Regions from separate parts of the Sus scrofa genome. Here region 2 is linked to region 1. A link is a contact called in public promoter capture Hi-C data. All regions are on one chromosome and are shown on one strand. Each heading gives the region's core, a stretch centred on a gene start, on an enhancer-like site or on the middle of the called end of the contact. The rest is flanking DNA. Distances are from core to core; before and after follow the strand shown. Region 1 holds the start of SUV39H2 (suppressor of variegation 3-9 homolog 2). Region 2 holds the start of CDNF (cerebral dopamine neurotrophic factor).

Region 1 (6,130 bases), core at 1,441-3,940:
AATTAGTTTCTACTAGGCCACCTGAACAAAATGTTTCATGTCTGTAAGCTTTCATAAAATTACATGCATTATATGTGGAATCTAATTAAAAAATGACACAAAAGAACTTAATTTATAAAACAGAAACAAACTCACAGATTTCAAAACCAATCTTAAGGTTACTATAGGTGAAACCATTGGGGGGAAGGGAAGAATTGGGAGGGTGGGAGTAACATACACACACTACTGTAGAAAACAGATGATTAATGAGAATCTACTGTATAGCACAGGAAAATCTACTCAATGGTTTGTAATAACCTTAATGGGAAAAAAGAATGGCTCTATTTATGACTGATTCACTTGCTGTACACCTGAAACTAACACAACATTGTAAGTCAACTAAGCACCAATAAATTTTTTTTAAATTACATATAAATGCAAAGGTAGAGATATTTTTTACTTTTCCATTGTATTCTACAGAGAAGTGCTGTTTTAATAAAAATGTAGATCTCAAGGACATACTAATCATCACTATAAATACATCTTAAATATATTTTAAAATTATCGTCTATTGTTAAAAGTAACGTTCCCCCTTTCTCCTAGCTGAACAATAAGAAATAAAACCTAATTGAAATATAATTCTTTAGTTACTCATACATCATATGGCCTACTTTCCCCACTTTGGAAGGCTGCATGAAGTTTTAACTCCAGTTTTGCCCAGGCTGCAATATATTATTATCAAGGTAAATAAGCCCAAGAATTATAATAAAATAATGGACAGTATATTGAGTTTTCTAATATTCAATTCCTGTATTGTTTTTAAAGCCGAGAATGACAATACAGAGTATCAATTTAAATAATCCATACACCAAGCTTGAAGAAAAGCAGACATACTCATAATCAAGAGTATGCTAGAAACGAATGGAAGCTAGAAACTAACTGTGCTGAGGAAGATTTTACCCTCAAATTCCTGTAAATAGCATGCTACCCACTGCACCTAAAATGTTAACACAAATTGATGTCATAAACTTGGTTTTATGGCTATGAGACTATGAGAAGCACTAGGGAGGATCAGGGGGTTTTGCCCCAGATTCCCTGAGGCTGGCTTTAGAGAAGTTTCTCTGTTTCTAGGTTTCAGATTCACTGCGGGGGGGGGGGGGGGAAGAAAGGAGTGAGGGTTGGAGTAAACTGGGATTACCAAACAAAATCCATCAGTAAACGCAAGCTTTACTTGGTAGCTCTCCAAGGTAGTTGTGATAACCTTTTGTTTTGAAGTAATTTCCAGGGAAGAGAGAACACAGCTGTTCTTACTACGTCCTCACCCTCCCCAACTCACACAGGCACCTCACCGTCAGGAACCGTGAAGTAGGGTTCGTAATTCCAGACCAAGAAAGTGAAAGGAATTGTTCTCTTCAAAATTTAGGGCTAAGAGTGTGCTTGTTTTGGAGTGTTGGCTTGGACGTAGGGGAATTTGGCAGAACAGAAACGACCCTTTAAATCCTTTCACTGAAAAAGCTTCAGGAAGTTTTGCGTCAAGATAACCTCCTTATGCTGATGGCATGCAAAGGACCTTCCTCTGGATTATCTACCCAAGGTATGTTTGTCTGCTGTTCCTACCATTGTTATCTAGTCGGAGTACTATGCAGATTCAAGACACAAGCCTCGACAGAAATGCTATGTTTGAGAACGACTGGAACCTAAAAAACCTGCAAACTCCTGGTAACAATTCGGATCGCCTCTAATAAGATAGGGAAAGAACTCCTTTATAAGATTAAACGTTTCGCGACCACCCCCAAAACTTGAGTTCACACTAACCCCTAGTGGCAGACACGCTGGGGGGCAGTGAGTCCACGATCTATGCCGAGAAGCGCAGTGCTGGAAACACCTTTCAGGTTCCAGAAGGCATTGAAAGTTCCAGTCTTTCAGCGCGCGCACAAATACACGTTCAGCACCGAGCTCCTTGGCGTCCACCTCATTAATTCCCACGCAAGCTCCCGCCGGGGAGAACTCTTCCCCATGAGCCGGAGGCCACAACCTCCGAGACCCACTTCCTGGGATGTTCCCAACTGGGAGCGGAAGCCCCCCAGTAAGTCCAAAATGGGGTGTACCCTCACTTCTTTCCTTTCTCAGCCTCCACACCTCCGCCCCGACTACTCCTCTCCTCGGATACTGAGGTCACACCTACACCACCGGAGGCCTCCCGCTCCCCAGTTCAAAAACCGGCCCGGACCGCGAACCGTCCCGCTCAAAGCAGCACAAAGGAGTCGAGCCCCCCGTGTGCCCACGGACCTCGAGCCGCGCAGGGATCCGCCGGAGCCGTTCGAACGCCTCCGCACCGCGGCCGGGCCGGGGCCCATCTCGGGCCCGAACGGCAGCGGGACCCAGACCGCCGAGTCCGCGAGCCGGCAGCGGGGCGTGCGGGCCTGGCCTCGCGGGGGCCGGGCGCGGGAGGAGACTGCGGGCCGCGGGCGGGCCGAGCCGCGAGGAGGGTCAGGGGCCCGGGGCAGGGAGGGGCCCGCGGCGCGCGTGTAGGGGCCGCCGCGTCAGCCGCGCGGCAGGAGGCTTCCTGTCCCGTCGCGCTCCGGCCCGCCCGCGCGTCCCGGCCCCGCTTCCCCGGCCTCGGGAGTTTGCCTGGAGGACGGGGGACAGTGCGGGGCGCCGCTCTCCAGCCCTCACCTCCTCGCGCCTCGGCCCCGGCCGCCGCCATCTTGAGGAGCTTTCATTCAAACTGGCGCGGTCGGACGGGATAGCTCAGCTGGCCGACGCCCCGCCCCCGCCCGGCCCGCGCGGGACTCGGGGGCCGGGGCGGGGGGCTAGAACCCGCGAGGCGTCCTGACGTCAGCCGAGGCCGACTTGTCTGGGACAGCCAGCGCGCCTGCGCCCCACGTTGTCTCCCCGTGTGCGGAGGGGCGGGGCAAACTGGCCGGAGAGCAGCCCGTGGCCGGAATACCGGAGTGTAGGGCTGGGTCAGCGGCCACCTGCCCTGATCTGCCTAGTTTAGCGCCTAATTCAAGGCACTTACCACAGGCTTTCCTACAGTTGTTAGTTCTTTTCCATGGTGCTACTGATACACACCGTGCAAAATTTCAAACGCAGAGCGGAGCTACAAAGTGCAGAGTACGTTTCCTTCCCGTACCTGTTCCTTAGCCACCTGAGCCCTACTAGCCACTGTTACGTTTCCTTCCAGGCTACTCCTCCAGATCACAGTTTCTCAAAATTGGCTGCACGTTGGGATTCCTTGGAGGTTTGGGGTTTTTTTGGTTCCATTCGCAGAAATTTAATAGGCAAAAGGTGTACCCGGAACATTGGAGTTTTTAGAGGTCCCCAGGTGATTCTAAATGTGGAATTTGAAACCTCTGGTCTAGAACAGTGCTTCTCACACTCGAATGGGTACAGGAATCATCTGAACATCCTGGTGTTTTTGTTTGTTTTGCCTTTTTTTAGGGCCACACCTGGGGCATATGGAAGTTCCCAGGCTAGGGCTCAAGTCGGAGCTCCAGCTACAGCACATTTCGCAGCAACAGGGATCCTTTACTCACTGAGCAGGCCAGGGATTGAACCACATCCTCATGAATACTGGTTGGGTTAGTAACCCGCTGAGCCGTAATGGGAATTCCCTGGGCATCTCGTTAAAATGCAGATTCGAATCAGGTATGTCTGGGTTGGAACCTGAGGTTCCGCGTTTATGACGAGCCCCCAGGCTACGCCCCATGCCTGTGGGTAGGCTGTAAGATGCCAAGTCCTACAGGTCCTTTGCTAGGACCTAACTGGTCTCCACTCCCACCCCGCCCCCGTCCATTCTACACACTGCGTCCATGGTAATTGTACTGCACGATCTGATGCGGAAATCTGAGACTAGTAAATTGCGAAAGTTCCGCAGAAAGCTGTTTAATGTCTACCAACGATTTTTAAAAGAAATTTAAGTAAAACACAAAATTAGTTCAAAGCAGCCTTTATGTTTGAAATGTTGGAAATAAACGCAGAACATTAAAGGAATTAATTTGTTTGATTATGTTATTAAATACTATCTAGTCAATAAAACATGTTTATGAGGACTTTGCTATCATGGTGAAGTGTTTAATATATCAAGCAAAAGAAAGAGCTATAAAATACAGTTTCAACTGCGTAAGAAAATGTGTAGGAAGATACATATAAAATCTCTGGGAAGTGGTTTCCTCTTTGAGTTCTTGTTTTTACATACTTTCTATAAGCACCTTGACAATAAGGAATAAAAGGTCCTACTCAATCCTATTAGATGGAAGGCCCTTTGTGATATGGTGGTTCCTGCCCTCTTCTCAAGCCTCATTGCTCATTTCCTCCTGTTCTAATCCGTAACTTCCTCGAATATTCATTCCTCTGCTCCTGTCTGCAGGATTTTGGTCAATCCTGCTCTCTGCCTAGAAAACTCCTACTTTCCCTATATCTGCTAGGATTACTCCTACACACCCTTTAAGACTTGGATAGAGCCTGACCTTTCCCATCCTGAGCAGAGCACTTTGCTCCTAGCATACTTACAGGACCTCTACGGGCAGCCATCCTCACTTAACTTCTCTCTTGTTTTGCCTTCCATCTAACTGGCCACTCTTCATTCCACTTCTTGGCTCCTTTTTCCATCTAACCTAAATGCTGGAGTTCCTCAAGACTTGGCCTTGAGACATCTCTTATGCTCTCTTCCTAAATGACTGCCTCAATTGTCATGGATTTAAATATCTTTATGATTCCCAACTTCTGGTCTCCAACCCTAACCTCTGTGCCAAATTCCAGACTTGAATATCCAGTGCTGAGCAGACATATCCACTTAGGTGTTAAACATCTCAAACTGGACATATTCCTTATTTGCCTGGGATATGTTCCAAGACTCCCGGTGGCTGCTTGAAACCACAGATAGTAACTAAACCCAATATCTACTATGGTTTTTCCTATATATACACACCTATGATAAAAACAATTTCCACACTGGGCCCAGTAAGAGAATAAAATAACAATAAAGTAGAACAATTATACTGTAATGAAAGTTATGTGAATATGGGCTCTCTCAAATATCTTACACAAATTGGATGTCTTTTCCTTTTTTTTTTTTTTTTTTTTGCCACACCTGCAGCATATGGAAGTTCCCCGGCTAGGGAAACAATCTGAGCGGGAGTTGTGACCTATGCCACAGTGGCAGCAATGCCGGATCCTTAACCCACTGCACCGGGCCAGGGATCAAACTGGTGCCTCCACAAAGATAAGCTGGATCATTAACCCACTGCGCGGTTGCGCCACAGCAGGAATTCCACTCCATTTTAATTAAACACTTATCATGCACTGTGGCTATAATTTTTGCAGTGTGAGGTACAAGAGCAAAACTAGCATGAATTTCTTTTTCCTTCTTCATAATTTCACATATAGAACATTTGTTCTTACTGAAGATCTTGCCAACCTCGGCGTATGACTTTTTCCCTTTTTTTTTTTTTTTTTTTCTTTTTAGGGCCACACCTGCGGCATATGGAAGTTCCCAGCCTAGGGGTCGAATAGAGCTGTAGCTGCCAGCCTACGCCACAGCCACTGCAACACAGGATCTGAGCCGTGTCTGTGAACTACACCACAGCTCTCAGCAACATAGGATCCTTAACCCACCCTGCAAGGCCAGAGATCAAACCTGCGTCCTATAGGATACTAGTTGGGTTTGTTATGGCTGAGCCACAATGGGAACTCCCCCTTTGCTTCTTGAGGAAAGAACTCATCCTTTCAATTAAAAGAAAGTACTTTACAGCTTCTCCCTGGCAATTCTGAATTGTCAGCATCACTCCTCTTGTGGTTTGGAATCACTTAAATAAGATAAGGGTGACTTGAACACAAGCGCCGTAATAACAAGACAGTCAATCTCATACCCTGATACCTACTAAAGTGACTAAGGGGAGAGATGTGTTGGACAACGGGACGATGAGTCAGGTCTTAGGCTGGCTGAAATTTCATCAAGCTACTCAGAACAGTGTATAATTTAAAACATATTGTTTATTTCATTTTCCACTTAACATTTACAGACTGAGGCTGACCAAGGGTCACCGAAACCTTGAAAATCAAAACCTTGGTAAGGAGGAGCTTACTGTACTCACAGAGGTACCCTTGATTTTTGCCTCCTGACCATGTCTTCTCCACTGCAGGCCCC
Region 2 (6,404 bases), core at 924-3,423, 36 kb after region 1:
ATTTTAACAGATTTCACAAAATTCAACTACAGCGCAAAGAAATCTTCAATTTCCCACATAACCTTTCAACTTCCCTCAGTTTCAAAAAATACTATAAAAATGTGAAGTCCAAATTACCATCTCTGCATGACACAAATTATCAAAATTAAATTTATGTTGGCAACCTATCAATACTAACAGACCTGTAAGCAAGAAACAAATGTCTGAGTGAATCCCATTTTTGAGAAGACTCAGCACTAATATCAAAAGAAACAGCCTCCTGGGGTATTCTGTGAAATGACTGAGTCATTAAAAAAACAACAAAAAAACAAAATGGTGTTTTGAGTTTCATTTCACATTACACTTAGAATGTATGAACACGTTCTTATTACCATATACAAAAGTATTATTTTATTCCATACCTTCTGCCAAGGATCTGCTTTACTTTCATTACTGTGTTTGAAATATTCCTTATTCTACTTTGTTTTGCTGCCAATCCAACAACCTGAAAAAGAGTAATGTATTACAACGCATGTAATCTTTTACTTATTTCAAAGTACAAAAATGAGGGGAACAGTACCTCTTCATTTTCTGTGTAAGCAACAACAGCTGGAGTAACTCTGTCACCGGCGTCGTTTGCAACCACATCAGCCCGTCCATCCTGGAGAAAAATACCCAACTACTACATTAGTTCTTTTGAAATGAAATATACAGTGTCTTTAGATAGAAACATATGTGGGCCAGTGTTACTTTGACATATACGTGGAGAGAGAAATTGCTTTATCAAAAAAATTTTTTTCCTGGCTGCACCCTAGGCATGTGGAAGTTCCTGGGCCAGGGATCCCTGCGGCTGCAGCGACAATGCTAGATCCTTAACCTTGCTGGGCCACAGGGGAACTCCTTTTATCAATTTTAAAACATGTAGGTTTTATTTGTCATTATTTAATTTCCAGATTTTAATAAGGCCAGCATTCCACAAAAAGCTGCTTCATTTTTTTCAGTCTTCTCTGCGTAGTTGATAACAGACCATACGTAACAATCTATCTATATATACAATAAAAAGTCTCATTACACTACCCTTTCTACTGCTCTTCCTTCCCCTTTAAAGGCATCTTCCTCTCCTTTTTCTACACAGGATGAAGGAGCACTAATCCCTTTGGCTTTTCCTTACAAATCATTTGACATTGAAACGTGAGACTAATATCAGGTGTGTATCATATTAGTTCCTTCCGCCTCCCCATTGATGAGAGAAAGGCCAAAACTCCTCGTTCGGCTCTCATTTCCAGACAGGACAAGTGAGTAAAGCACACACCATCAACCTTGCTTCACACGCTTCGCGAGATCAACAGCTCATTCTTGGCTAATGTCCAGAAATCTCCGGGTACCAGACGTTCAGGTCCCCCTCGAAGCCTCTGGCAGCCCTGATGTTCCTGAGACCCTCCGGGCCTGCTACGCCCACGCTGTCCCCGGGACGCCTCCCTTAGGGCCTCCTGCACCCACAACGTTCCGAGACCCTCAAGGCCCCCTGAATCCATAACGTCCGCGGGCCCGCCCCCCTCCTGAGGCCCTGACCTCTCCGAACCCCGCGCGCCCCTGCCGCCCGCCCCTCCACCAGCGCGCAAACCTCTCCAGAGAAGCCACAGGGGACGAGGCCAGGTCCGCCCAACACTCAGCCCTGAAACCTTCCCGCAGTATCGCTTCTTCGCCCGACATCCGTAGGCCGGCGACACGCGTTCCACCCAGCCCCGCAGGTGACCAAAGGACTTGGCTTCGCACCCAGAGAACGGGGTACCCGCAGCCCAGCTCCCCAAGCCCCTCACCTTATAGACGGCCACACAGGCTGATGTGCAGCCCAGGTGAACCCCGATGGCCGCCATGAGGCGGCAAGAACGGCGGCAGCAGTGAAAAGCGGCTCCCCTGTGGCAAGAGCGCCCGGCAGCAGAACAGCCCCATCAGGCACCGCGGAGACTTCACGTTCCCGCCCGCCCCCTGCGTCCGGTTCCTCGGCCGCGGCCTCCCGCGTCGCCACCAATCAGCGTGAAGGTCCCGCCTTCCCTCTAGAACAATGGGCAAATAGCTTTAGGGCTCTCTCTCCGCTCAGGGGGGCGGCCCAGCGTGAGTGCTAATGCGCACGCGCCCGGTCGGGGAGGGAAGGGAAGAGACTCCTTCGCTCCGCCCCTTTCCATGCCCTTTTCTTGAGAGCCAATGGAAACTCACGGATGAGTCGCGTCATTTGTCCTAGCAACTCCGGGCAGGTTCTTTACAAGCCCTTGCATTGAGCTCCTGCGTCTGGGTGCAGCCTCGGAATCTAACAGCCCAGCTGTTCCTTACGCCCGTGGTTGGTCGTTTGGAGCTGCTGGTTGAGCATGTGGTGTGGGAGCCCAGCTGCCATGGTGGCCTTTTGCGCCGGACTTTGGTTCTCTAGCCCGGGGCGGGCGCAGGGCCAGGAGGCCGGGGGTCGGCCGGGCGCCGACTGTGAAGGTGAGCGGTGTGAGACCTGCTTGCATGGCGGTGGCACCGCTTCGCAGCGCAGCTGTTGGGTTTGGCTTTTCCCGGCCCTGGCTATAAATAGCATTTCACTGAGGAGATGCTGGCCCTGGCCCAGGGTTCCGATCGCCTACGCCCAAACTTAGGCAAAAGTTCGAGCCGGGCTCAGGGACGTCTACAGTCCGCGTTCTACAGTTCGCGTTCTTGGTCCTGTTCTATAAAACTGCCGCAGTCAAAGCCGGTGGGTTTTGATTTGGATTCGGTTTTGCGCAGACGCCATGTAGATGCAGACGACCCTGGCGCCAAATGGATTCGGCTGCTGTAACCACCTTTCCACGCACTGGAGAAGCCTTTCAATTTCAAATTAGTTTGTAACTCCCCAAAGGACAAAGCATTACACATTGTCTAAATTGAGATAAAATGGCTTAAATCTCAGGACATAACTAACTTTTGTTAGGACTTCACAGGGAAAAGTTGCTTTACAAAGGAGTGTCTTAACGCTTTAGAAAGAGGAGGAATAGAAAAGAAAGATTGCTTTTTTGTTGACAGGGTCTCCGCTGGGGACTTAGAGTCGGAACACGTGGGTCTACGTCCCACCCAGCCTTCTGGCTCTGAGGCCATTGTGCCTGGTTTCTTGCAAAATCGACGTGAAAATACCTATCTCAGAGGGCTGTTAGCAAGAAGATAATTAGCCACGCTAGCCCTTTCTCCCAGACTACAGTAGCACTTTTTGTATTTCACTCATTGAAATGATTACTTTAAATGTATATCCGCTCACCCTTCTGTGATCTTGCGAATCTATTCTTCCTTAGCAGGAAATTGTAGGTGCACATCTAGGTTGAATGAATGGGTGAGTATAGACTGTACTATAACTGAATCAAGTCTTCACAATTGGAGTCCAGATTTCTAACAGCCTTGCAATAATTAAACTTTTCTCAGAAATTCAAAGTATCTACAGGCTGTTAAACTTTAGATACAGATATTTGCCCAGCTAAGTTATAATTTTGTTGAAAGATCCCTTATAACTGGGTCCTACACGTTTAAAGTAGAATTTGTGAGGCATAAACAATTAGTTGGATTTGTCATCAGTAATTTAATTTCTGGAGCTTCTACTTACAAACATTTCAGAAGAGCCGAAGCATCTGGATTAATTAAATGTGACGCTTCTAACGTCTTTCCTGAATGTATTAAAGCATATTGTAATTATTAACTTGTATGTCTGACTAACCTGGGTGTATATTTCCTTTTGTTAAAGAAGTTGTGGAATCACAGTGAAGGAAATTCTGGTTTTAGAACAAGAAGAATCTGGCTCTATTTCTGCTTATTAGTCTTTATCACTAGCCAATTAATTTCCCCTCAGTGTGTAAGATTAAAATGCTCTACTCTATATACTGTAGGGCAGTATTTCCATTCGTTTTTTTTTTTTTTTTTGTCTTTTGTTCTTTTAGGGCCGCACCCGCAGCACATGGAGGTTCCCAGGCTAGGGGTCTGATCAGAGCTATAGCCTTCACTGGAGCCACAGCAACACGGGATCCAAGTCGCGTCTGCGACCTACACCACAGCTCATGGCAACACCGGATCCTTAACCCACTGAGCCAGGCCAGGGATCGAACCCGAAACCTCATGGTTCCTAGTCGGATTTGTTTCCGCTGTGCCACGACAGGAACTCAAATTTCTACTCTTACCTTGACTACTCCGTGGCATAGGATGCCACTGACTTCTTTGATCAGTAAAAAATTGATAGTCCATGAACCACTTGGGACCTATTGATGTAGTTTGTGAAGTTCACAAAGTATTTGGAAAAAAAAACCCATTTAAATTAATTGGCTACATATTAAAATTGGGAGACATCATATTCAAAAATTCAGATTTCTGGCTTACCTTGAAAACCAGGTTAGCAGTCAAGACTAGCCCCTATGTCCATACAGTTGGAAATAGCTGTGGCTAAACTTTCTAGAAAGGACATGTGTTCTTAAGGTTTTTGTTTTTCCTAGACTTGGATCGCTTTATCAAGTCGTTTTACTTGCCTGGGCCCTGTTTAAGTTTCTGAGCCCTACTTTAGGTCATGCGAAGCTTACTGGTGGGAAAAAAAAGTGTAAATGTTTTGGGTTTTTGGGGGGTTTTTTGTTTTTGGCCGCACGCATGGCATGTGGAAGTTCCTAGGCCAGGGATTGAACCTGCGCCACAGCAGAAATCTGAGCCTCTACAAATGACAAAACTGGGTCCTCAGCCTACTATGCCACAAGGGGATTCCATCCGTATCTCTTTAAAAGAATTGTGTTATGGGATTATTTAAACTTTTTTTTTTTAACTTTGAAATAATCATAGATTCACTTATGGGACTGATTTTAATAAAACCCTTCAACATAAGGTAAAAGGAATATGGTTATCTGGTTATAGTGATAGATATGTGCCAGGATCATTAAATTATTAATTCGTTAGGTGATCTCTAATGAGATTATTCTCTTCATGTAAGCTCAAGGAATAAATTTCCATTCTTATGGAAATAGAGTGATTTCTCTGTGGCATGGGACACCTTTGACTTCTTTCTTTTTTTGCCTTTGCTCCTCGTCTCTGTGCCCACTTGTTCGTAGTATCTTTGTGGGTTGCTAATTCGTTAGTCATGGCTTCAATATTAGAATTTTCCCCCGTTCTGCCCTCTGCCCTCCTCACTCTCTGTGCAATTAGAATTGACCTATCTATAGTCTGATTGATCCCAAGTGTTTATACCCACCCCAATAGTCAGTCTTGCATCCAATTGACTATTGGACATTTCTACTTAGAGATCTTATACCTCAAACTCAACAGAGTCACCAACCAAAATCATCGTCTCCTTCCCTTGTTAGTTCCCCAAACCACTGATGCTTATGGCATACATATATATAAAACTGGTCATCTCGACTAGACTTCTCCCTCTCCCTAGTCTCCAACACCCATCAAACACTGTGTCCACTGAGTCTACTTTCCAGTTGACTCTGCTCCCTTCTCCTTCCCCAGCTCCAGTGCCTTGTTACACACCTTCACCGTTTTTACCTGCCTTACGGCCACAGCAGCTCCCTCCCCCCGGCTGGGTAATCACCTTACTGCTTATTTAACATCTTTCAGTGATCTCCCAGTTTCCTCCAGGGAGGTGCCTCCCGCTTTCTTCTCCCACAGTATCTAGTACACATCTCATAGTGTTTAGAAATTGCCTTGGTCTCCTCCATGTGTGTACTCTTCGACAGTCAAGACTTTTTCCTCACCACATCCTCTCCATCGGCTACCAGGTAGGCAGTCAATTCTGTTGAACAAATGTATGCATATATGTCACAGTAAAATTCATATAGCTTTCAGTGAGTCAAAAGTATATCTTTTGGAGTTCCCATTGTGGCTCAGTGGGCTAAGGACCTGACAGAGTGTCCCTGAGGATGTAGGTCCCATCCCTGGCCTCGCTCAGTAGTTAAGCATCTGGCATTGCCACAAGCTGTGGCGTAGGTTGCAGATGCACCTCAGATCTGTGGCTGTGGTGTAGATGGGCAGCTGCAGCTGTGATTCGACCCCTAGCCTGGGAACTTCATGGGCTGCAGGGGCAGCCATAAAAAAGAAGAAAAAGTATATCTTTCAAAGTACAAGTTAGAATTCCCAACTCCCATCATCTAGGTAATGCATTGATAGAGAAACAGCTAAGGTGTAGAAATCATCTGAAGGTCAATTATTGGGAACAGAGAAAGAGCTATGAGGGCATCAGAACATGGGGTTTCTTTTGCAATAAGGGGAGAATAAGAAGTCACTGGGAGGCTTTAAAGATGATTTCTGCATAAATCATTACAGCAGGTGTCTCCTTCGCATACTTGGTCTATTTGCTAAGTAAACTTAGCAATATACATGTTGGCAAATGCCTCTTTCTGCATGCTCTCAGAAGCATTTAACATAGCTGATCGGTTGGTCCCTCCCTTTTA

Evidence for each region. Promoter capture Hi-C pulls out the DNA fragments that hold promoters and counts their contacts.
Region 2: a promoter capture Hi-C map of liver shows a contact between it and region 1, with 3 times the contacts expected there. The contact joins the promoter of CDNF here to the promoter of SUV39H2 in region 1. A contact is called at or near these places in 1 of 5 promoter capture datasets (liver), 8 of 47 Hi-C or Micro-C datasets (epiblast stem cells, fetal skeletal muscle, heart right ventricle and 3 more) and 1 of 2 datasets of contacts at active chromatin or transcription factors (skeletal muscle).

Annotation. Positions count from the first base shown.
Region 1 is chr10:46,897,203-46,903,332 of Sscrofa11.1, forward strand. SUV39H2 (suppressor of variegation 3-9 homolog 2) reads right to left here and starts at 2,691. Exons shown (of 5, transcript NM_001039747.1): 1 at 2,656-2,691.
Region 2 is chr10:46,933,357-46,939,760 of Sscrofa11.1, forward strand. CDNF (cerebral dopamine neurotrophic factor) reads left to right here and starts at 2,174. Exons shown (of 4, transcript XM_003130739.4): 1 at 2,174-2,460. The coding sequence starts at 2,346. It overlaps HSPA14 (heat shock protein family A (Hsp70) member 14), which reads right to left and starts at 1,947. Exons shown (of 14, transcript NM_001243393.1): 1 at 1,800-1,947; 2 at 560-640; 3 at 402-484. The coding sequence starts at 1,856.